3 separate regions of the Mus musculus genome follow, and all the other regions are linked to region 3. Evidence: chromatin contacts called from public Hi-C data. All regions are on one chromosome and are shown on one strand. Each heading gives the region's core, a stretch centred on a gene start, on an enhancer-like site or on the middle of the called end of the contact. The rest is flanking DNA. Distances are from core to core; before and after follow the strand shown. Region 1 has its middle 440 kb from the start of Nyap2. Region 2 has its middle 520 kb from the start of Nyap2. Region 3 has its middle 57 kb from the start of Mir6344.

Evidence for each region. A called contact is a pair of places that touch in the nucleus more often than the background predicts.
Region 1: a contact with region 3 is called in a Hi-C map of uterus, with 4 times the contacts expected there. The contact joins two enhancer-like sites. A contact is called at or near these places in 3 of 484 Hi-C or Micro-C datasets (liver, myocytes and uterus).
Region 2: a contact with region 3 is called in a Hi-C map of uterus, with 4 times the contacts expected there. The contact joins two enhancer-like sites. A contact is called at or near these places in 1 of 15 datasets of contacts at CTCF or cohesin (pro-B cells) and 2 of 484 Hi-C or Micro-C datasets (liver and uterus).

What each region holds. Positions count from the first base shown.
Region 1 is chr1:81,519,606-81,522,447 of GRCm38.p6, reverse strand. No RefSeq gene overlaps it. Among named protein-coding and RNA genes, the nearest start is that of Nyap2, 440 kb to the right of the region's middle. Within about 2 kb of position 1,372, at least 31 of the 459 cell types and tissues checked have an H3K27ac peak or open chromatin away from gene starts, as enhancers often do. A contact at or near this core is called in uterus, where this site is marked.
Region 2 is chr1:81,592,469-81,595,634 of GRCm38.p6, reverse strand. No RefSeq gene overlaps it. Among named protein-coding and RNA genes, the nearest start is that of Nyap2, 520 kb to the right of the region's middle. Within about 2 kb of position 1,859, at least 153 of the 459 cell types and tissues checked have an H3K27ac peak or open chromatin away from gene starts, as enhancers often do. A contact at or near this core is called in uterus, where this site is marked.
Region 3 is chr1:82,187,179-82,190,409 of GRCm38.p6, reverse strand. No RefSeq gene overlaps it. Among named protein-coding and RNA genes, the nearest start is that of Mir6344, 57 kb to the right of the region's middle. Within about 2 kb of position 1,384, at least 68 of the 459 cell types and tissues checked have an H3K27ac peak or open chromatin away from gene starts, as enhancers often do. A contact at or near this core is called in uterus, where this site is marked.

The DNA of each region.
Region 1 (2,842 bases), core at 123-2,622, 670 kb after region 3:
TATCCCTTCCTTCTGGATGAACATCTCCACCAGAGGGTTACCTTGCTTATAGTTGAACAGCCATAAGGAAAACTGCGGCCCACTGTGCTCAATTTCACTATAAAAGGCAAACGAGCAGTTGTTAACAAGTACCTTTTCAGGACTACTCTTCTCAGACACTTCTTGCTAGCAGGCTGTTTGGAGAGGCTCCCAAAGTTTTGGAGAGCTAGTGCTATATTTGCTGGACAGGGCTGATGCGCCAGACCTTGAGCCACAATGTCATGATCCCTTTAGAAATTGTTAAGTTACTTCCAATAAAAGCATGGTGGGCTGGTTTGGTGGGCTGATTTGGTTTGTACTCACCCAACTTGGCAACACAGTGATGTGAGCTGCCTTTTTAAAAGCACAGCCTTGGGCTGCTGGGCTACCTAATATCACAAAGATCTCTGGATCAGCCCGCTTGATTCCCAGGAGAGCCAGCCCAGGAGCTATGCTCTATCAGGCACCAGGACATTGTTCACACTGGCGATTATCGATGTGACATAGTAGAAAGTGGTCAGATTGGTCAAAATCATGTTGTTTTCCTCTCTGGCTATTTAAAATCGTGAATGTCTAGGGGAACAAATGCAGCAGATATCTGCCCCACCCCATCCACTGCAGAAACCAAATATCTGGACAGAACTAGAGCACAGGGGCTGAGGGCAGGAGCAGCAGCCAGGGGCCTGAAACTTTCACCACAGGAGGCCTTGGCTCCTGGGTGACATAGCATTGCTAGATTCTGAAAAAAAAAATCTTTGAAGTGCACATGTCTCCACAGAAACTAATAATGTAATCCTAGATGTCTACATTTGTTTCCTTAGATACATAACATAGCACAAACAATTTGGTTGCAGTTTTAGGGGCAGTTGTTTATAGCTACTTTGTTAAATTAAGGGGCTTTTTGAGAATCAGGAGATGGGCCGATAGCCCTCAAAGATTTAAGCAAGAACCACAATTGAAAATTATAACCTAGCCTGCTTACAAGGTTATTTTTAGCTCATTCGTCTGCTTCTAAACACATTTCTCTATATTATTCCTATAATACGTTTCTGTTGGTCACAGAGACCACTCTCCCAGCTATGCTAACATGAAGTTCTCCGGAGACCAAAAGCAGAAATAATAAATAAGAAAGATGAAAGGGAAACAAAGAGTTAAGGGCAGTGTATTACTCTCAAAGAAAGCCTTTCTAAAGTTTCCACAAGGAAAAGTTCTGCACACTAAGAACTTTCTTTACATTTGTCCAGTCCTGAGAAACCTTTAATGTCTGCAATCAAATGAGCTAACCCTGTGTGGAAAGGGAAAGGGCCTGAGCCATGCGATTCAAAGCAAGTAAGCGAGAAAAGCTGAACCAGGCTGATGAATGGCTGTGTATTCTCACAGGGTGAGGTCATGCATTTTCCCCATGAATAGCTATCTCCCTTTTTACTATTGACTACATCACCCATTTTATTTGGGATTATTTTGTTTGGGTGTCAGGGATATTTGTTCCCGTGACCACCCTTCCCCCATAGAAACCAACATTTTATCTATAAACACAAAAACACTGAACCCTTTGAAGCAGGTAGGCCCAGAGCTGTTCAGCTGTTGCCCTTGACCTTAAGAGAACTTGTATTTTTTTTTCCCCTCCCCTGTTTCTCAGCTCAGATTCTATTTTCCTGCCAGCATAACACTGTGACCATTCTCATGGAGGCCACTTGTGCTGAATTGGCAAAATCGCAGCAAATATTTGACATATATTTAATAAGTGTCATGTCGAACTCTGAGGGTTTACTTTCGCTGCATACATTACCCTTGGTTGAACGGGCAGCCTCATCCAAGTCAGACAGAAGTGTGTATCAGTGTGTATGTGTACGAATGTGACATTAAAAAAGATAATAAACTGGAAAGCATTATCTCATTTTCATTTTTTAGCTTTAGCTTTAAAATAGACTCAAAGCAAAACAAAGCCGTTACTGATTGGGTTTTTATCTAGTTATTTGCTCCATGTATGTTCTTCAACTGTTTTAGTTTTTTTTAGATTTCAATAACGTTTATAAAAACAAATTCATAACACTTGGAATTTTCTCCATTTTTATCTGGAGATGATAAGGGTACAAAGAGGAGAGAGAGGAAATGAGCCTGATCATGATCGCGTGTGGCTATGAAGCAGTGCTGACCATGGCTTTCTCTAATATTAACTACATGCTAGTTTTATTGGATCACATTGATGGTGTTTTTGGGCTGTGGGCATGAATTTCCAGTGTTATGAAAATAAAAGGATCTCTTTGTTCTATGACCTAAAACGAACCAGAGAAAAATATTTGGTGGTACAGGCAGCACCCAAATAAGTTTCTTTTTGCCTTCTTGCTTTTTTCCCCAGCGCATGTGATGTACGTACTGACTTTCTATTCGGTATATAATATAAAAACTTAGAAACCTGTCATTAAATAATCACAAGGTAAAGTAACTAATATTTGAGAAACGCATCCTCCCTGTGACATCTAAGCCGTATTCCTCAGGATGAAGTTCAGATTTTCAATTGTTTCCAGAAACCTGACTATCTAAGCATATCATCTTAATTTTGGAAATGGATTTAAAAATAAAGTAGAAACCCATGCGTTTTTGAGCACTGGCTAACATCGTAAGATTCTCTATAAAAAGTCAAATAAACAAGTGTCTTAAAATAATATAAGGTCTCCTTTAAGCATTAACGTTTTTTTTTTATAATGGACATCTATCCATCTACCGTAATTGGCACAGTAGGAATAAACAAAAGTTGAATATATTATGACTAGTTGACTAAATTTAATATGTTCTCATTGATTTCCAAAGTCGAACATTAAAA
Region 2 (3,166 bases), core at 610-3,109, 600 kb after region 3:
GTGGAAGCTACTTCTCACAAGTTGTCTTCAATATCAATTAGATTTATTTAATTCTGAGATTAGTATGAGCTTATCTGTAAAAGGCCATCATATGCATCCCTTTACAGACACAACAAAGCCTTTAAAGAAAAAAAAAAGTGGATTCTCATTACTTTGTTAGCATGTTGGTGCTCCGAGCAAATGAAAGTTCTCGGATGCAGAGCATCCCTGATGAAGAGCATCCTCTGCAGGCTTCCCCTGCCCCCCGGAACCCTTGACTTCCTGACAAACACTTTGCAGAGAAGGAAAAATACCAAGGCTTCTTCTTGGCTTTGATTTCTCTGCAGCAGGATGCCTTAGACGGAATGTGCTCTCCAAGTGTACAAGGAACTTTCACGGGGGTCGGGGGTGGGGCATCGCTGAGGACCTGCTTTCTGCTCTCCTCTCTTTGCATCTTAGGGATGCAATCTAAACTACCCTTGAAGGGATGGCAGTGACATCTCTCTGAAGTTCCCCTAAACAGGAATTCTGGGAAAGTCCTCTCAGGACCAACAAGAGTGTTCCTACAATGGGCATCCTCCAGATAACACTGGTTTCTCAGTATTGAGAACCCAAGGACCGGCTCTCTGAGTATGTGTTTGTTTCAGGAGCAAAGGCACCCCTACTCCCCACCCCCTACCCCCACCCCACTCCAGTTTTCTGCTGTCTGTCAGCTCTCTTAGCCTCTTCATTCCTCCCTTCTGTCTAGACCCAGGGGACCAGAAAGGAGACTGTGGCAGTCTCTAAGAATACAGTATAACAGGTAAAGCTATTTGTTTGGTTAATTTCTCTCAGTTCAGTTAGGTCGTTTGGTCATCATCATGGTACTCTTGTATTTTATAAAGAACTGCCAGCTCCCAACAACACTCTCTTTCTTCCCACTGGAAACAGAAATATGTCCTCTTCAGGAATTTTCCACTTAACAGCCCTGGCTTCCCCAGCTGTAGCCTCACACACCAACCTGCAATGCTGTATTTATTTCCACTGCAGTTTGTCGGTTTTCGTCTTTCTTTCTTTCTTTCTTTCTTTCTTTCTTTCTTTCTTTCTTTCTTTCTTTCTTTCTTTCTTTCTTTCTTTCTTTCTTTCTTTCTTATCCAGCACAATGAGTGGTATTCAGTCATTTTAAAGCCACTCAACCACCCCCTACATCTTAGCTCTTTTTAAAATAATGCATACTTTCGAACAATGTCAGGGAGAGCCAGAAGCTTTTAAGCGACATTACAGTTAATTAGTTATGTCGCCATCACAGAATCATCAGCATTCTGGTCGTCAACTCTCCCCTCTTCTTCCCTCCCCTCCCCATTCTACCCCATAATTTTCTCATCCCAGACCCCTTTCCTGTCCTGTAAATACATTAAAGACAAACCTCACGGTCCATATTCTTTTCTCCCAATTGTTTACTTTTGCAAATTATTTCACTTGAGCAATATTTACAAACTATACAACAGGCCTGACGCGATGATAAGAGAGGAGACAGATTGCTTATAATCTCCGCTATAAACCAGGAAGAGAGCTTGCAAATGTGTTCCCAGCCCTGCATCAGCAAAGGCTTGCAGCTGAGCCCGATCTCAGCGCCACTCCCCACCACTCAAACGCTGACTGCAAAATTGGGGGCCCCTAATGCCAGCCCAAGGAGTTCCTGGGAGGGAGGAGGCATCCCAAGTCTCTAGTCAATGCAGGGAAACGAGGGCATTTAGGGGAGATCAGTTGCTGGTTAAGTTACAGGGACATGATGCTAGCCTTCTCTGATGAAGATTGTAGGATCCGTGACCACAAAAGCCTGCAGTGCGGAGCTCTGCGGAGTCTGCGACTAGCAGAAGGAGGAGGAGCCAGGAGGAGCCTCCCCAGTCTGGCAGGGTGGTAGCTTCTCAGACAGTCTGGCCTAGGGGCGTCACAGGAGCACAGCTGAGTGTCTGTAGAAGGAACTAGAATTTCGAAGATATAGAGAGGGGGGAAGAAGAGAGGAGTTTGTTCAAGCTGGGAGGGCGGGCCCCAGGGGGCGTATGCAACAAAAGAAGAAATAGATTGCAGCCTTGCGGGACACCTAGGGTATTTCTTTCAGGGGGCATTACTTCCACTTTTAGGCAGGAACAAGAGCTGGGAGGCAAACAGCAGCACAAGCTGACAGCTCCAAGGTGATCAAAGGGGACAGAATGAATGTCTTGCTCTCAGAGCTATTTATTACAAAGAGAGGGGTGCTCCTGGCCACGCTGAAGGGGAGAGGGATTAAGATCAACTAGAAAGAGACCGGCCTGTGCCTGGCTCCTTTATGTAGGAGCGGAAAATGGGCATGTATATTTTAATATATGGATATTTAAGTGTAGTTGCATTTGAAGAATGGTATTCAGTACAGGTTTAGTCCTCTCCATGGACACCACACACACACACACACACACACACACACACACACACACACACACACACCAGCAGCAGCAGCAGCAGAAGCACCACCCCACCACCATCACCACCACCTCCACTACCACCTATATGATATCCTTATGACTATAGAGGAAAATTCTACCTCCCACTCCCAAATGTTACTGTACTTATTAAACCGTCTCAGCATCCTAAAATGAATGGCCCAGGACTGGGACATTTTTATCCAGACACACCCCCAAAGGGACACTAGCTAACTTTCTTGGGTGTAATTAACCTTAAGCATCAAGTACACACACACACACCACACACACACACACACACACACACACACACACACACACACACACACTTCCGTGATTTGGGGAGAATCTGTCTTTTTCTAAGGGCAACAGAGCAAGGTGTAAAAATACCCTTCTATATTTTAGACAAGAAATGCCTACCTATCCAGGAGGCCTGTATGTGGGTCCTCCTTAACATTTGGGCAGAGCTCTATATGCCTTGCAAACTTCAGCATGAGGCTTGGTCCCACAACAAAGGCATGGGAAGCAAAGAGACTTCCTGGGCATTAGGTGCAGTCTCCAGAAATACAACGTAGCTGTCTAAAAAGTCTTGCCTGATGTGGAACACACTTTTGTACACGATAATGTGGACCTATGTGTATGCCCACAGCTTTGTCTGCCTCTTTACACTAAAAGTTTACAAGGCAAAACAATTTAACAGCAACAAACAGACTAGCTTTTACCCAAATTCAATATAAAACAATGGCATC
Region 3 (3,231 bases), core at 135-2,634:
GAAAATTCCCTTCTTCAGATAAAGAATCATAACCCTTACTGTTTCCCCAATCAGGTATTGTATGGGACCATGATTCCCCGAAGAATGACACCCTGGACTCAAATAGTATGTAATTGCAAAGAGTGTTTTATTCTGCAGAAGTCCTACATGCTGGGGTCTCCCCATTACCAAGATAGAGAAACAATCAAGTAAGCTTGCAGGCCTGATTTAAAGCACATTAGGGAATTCAAGGATAGGTGAGCTCTATGTTAACCTGTTAGCTCCGTCTCTATGGACATTCCATTACCGGGGTATGGGGGCTGGAAACTTGCTGGGGAGGTCTGGAAGCTGCTGCTGACCCATTGTCCTTGCCTTAGGCAAGGTGTCGGCTTCTGAGGCCTGGATTTCCCTGCAATTGCCCAGTTCTTGGAAATAGAGATTTAGGCCTAGTCTCCTTAACTGTCAATTTGAAGCCTGTCATGGAATCAGCCCTGCCTTCTCAGTATAAATCGGTGTGAAAGAGTAGTCATAAAAGCAAAGTGGACTACAGGAGCCAAGGAAACATGTCTCCATTTCTCTCTTGTTACTCAAGATCCAGTGAGTCTTCCCATATCTCCATGGATACCAATGAGTAACACCAGTAATAGCACCCAACATTTGTCACTGGGCCAGAAAGGCGGTACATGTGCAAGGCAGGCCACCTACTTGGAGAAGTCTGCTTGATTTATCATCCAGAACACGCAGATAGGGAAAGGGCCAGTCTGAACTCAGCAGCAAGCAAATGCTCAGAGAAGCAAGGGCAGGTGTCCCTGGGGGCACAGACAGTAAAACCAAAGGCAGCTCTTTGCAACCTCGTGAACAGTGTATAATTTGCTTCTTGCTTTCTCTTTTGGGCTCAGGCCAGCATCCTTTGGGGGAGTTTGCTGAAGGCAGAAGAAAAACCTTGGCTTACTTTTTGTTAGCATAGTAATTTTATTAACGTAACTGGTTTTGAGTTTTATAGTCCCTTAAGGCAAGTGGGGTACTTCTGGTTTTGCACCCATTTTCATGAAGTTGATTTTTATGAGTAAAACCCTGTGGCATATAAATAGGCTGCTCCTTTCTTCGTGAAAGCAGGATATAGCTGGGGTTCCCCTACTACAGAGATCCCGTACATTTGAAATCTTCTAAAGTCTTTGGGTTTAAAGATATTTTGGGTTTGAAACTCTAATGTAAAGTTAGCATTTGGCAGAGTAGGATAGTTTAAAAGAACTATGCATATTAATATAGTAATTCCTAATTAACAAAACGACTTTCAAATAAGCCACTGTGCTAGCTGTCTAAGGAGCAATATCTTTAATTGCCCTAAGATAAACTCCACAGAGCACCCACAGCTGGGTAACAGATAGCAATAAAATCTGTCAATAAAGCAAATATTGCTCCACCCCTTTAACTCTGCTTGCTTGTCAGAAAGCTGTGAGCCGAGTTGTAATGGAGAGTCATTTAAAAGATACTGAGACACGCTGGGACACATCTCTGCTTATGCGAGATGTGGGGGAATAGCCTTTTAATCCTTCAAAGCTAATCATAAAGAAACGGAAAATATTTAGGTAAAAGTTGCCTCCTTTGAAGAGTTACGTGTCTACAAGAAGCCGGCTAGGATTATCGGCCTTCGGATCAAACATTTCTTGTGCCTGATTTTTAATGTGAACACTGTGTACCCAGCTAACTGTGATTACCATCTAATTAGGCCAGACTTTGCTGGAAGTTAGTAAACACTTTCATCATAGATGTATTCTTGGTCTCCTCTGTCATGTTTATTCTTACACAGTTTTTTAATAGTAAATTAATCGAACTCTTAAATTACCTGTTAGGTGGTTTCTAAATCTTACTCTGGTGTGAGTGTATGGAAATTACTACAGTAATTTGTAATTACTACAGTAGTGTGATTAAGAGTGGGACCCCTAGCCTATGTCAGTTACCTTTCCTGAAGCCAGAAGGTAAAGACGAAGACAAGCAGGGTGTGAAGGATGGTAGGTGGGGATTTTGGCCTCTTAGTACCATGTATTTTCTTGTAGAGCCTCTCTGATAACAGCCCCTTGTCCTCATTATTGTGTCAATTCTGTGTGTTTTCCTGGGACTAGAGGTTGCAGTAGGATCCTCTTTCTGACTGTCAACTCTAAGTAGCCCTCTTTCAGGCTGACAAATGGACCAATTTGAGTCTATTATCAAATAGCCTACTTTAAGGATATTTGAGTACCCCCCCCCCCTCTCTCTGTCTATCTATCTATCTATCTATCTATCTATCTATCTATCTATCTATCTTCTGTTGTCATTATTACATTGACAGGTCATAGTTATCTGTTACCAGAGATCATCTTGAAGTGACATAAATAATGAGCTTCAACAAGGACAAAGTTGAGGAAAGGAGAAACTGAATTCTGAAGACATGATTTGTATCTAGGTACATGCCATTTCCAAAACCAGTGATAATTCAAGAAATCTCTGAAATGGGAGATTGTCTTTTACTCAAGACCCAGCTGGAGTTATTTCTATCATTTGAAGCCCAGGGTCATGGTGAATACAAAGAATTCCTTGCTTCTTTAGGCAACTTTCAAAGCAGATTTAGTTTCACTAGAAATCCGAAGTGTAGTACTTACAGATCACACCAAAGTAGGGGCCTTCTCATCTCGAGTAGAAGATACAGTTTGGCACCTAGATTTGCATGTCTGTATAACTTGTACATGTGTACAAATGCATTTGGAGAGCACTGGGTGACACTAGGTGTCTTTGTTGATTCCATTCCACCTTGTTTTTTTGAGATAAGGACTCTCACTGAACATGGAGATTAGAAACAGATTTGTCCAGACTAGCTGGTCAGTGAGCTCCAGGGATTTCCTTCTGTTCCCCCTCCACCGTGCTGAGATTATAGAAGTGCCACCATACCTGAATTTCTATGTGGACACTGCAAATCTGAACTTAGGACCATAAACTTGAGAAACAAATAGTTTACCAACTAAGCCATCGTTCTGGCATCCACCCACAGACAAATTTTGAACCCTATTTACACATGATTTCTGCCTCTTGTGAACACTGGGTATTTATACAGAATTCCTTCTAGGTAGAAGTAGTTCATTTAACTTGTGAGTCTAGATTGCTCTCTATATTGCTCACAAAGCAATAGAGAGAGTCTAAGCACACTGGAGGCAAAGTGGAAGACGTCTTCCTTTCTCACTTGGAAGTCACATATATACCTCAGTTGACCAAGTCACG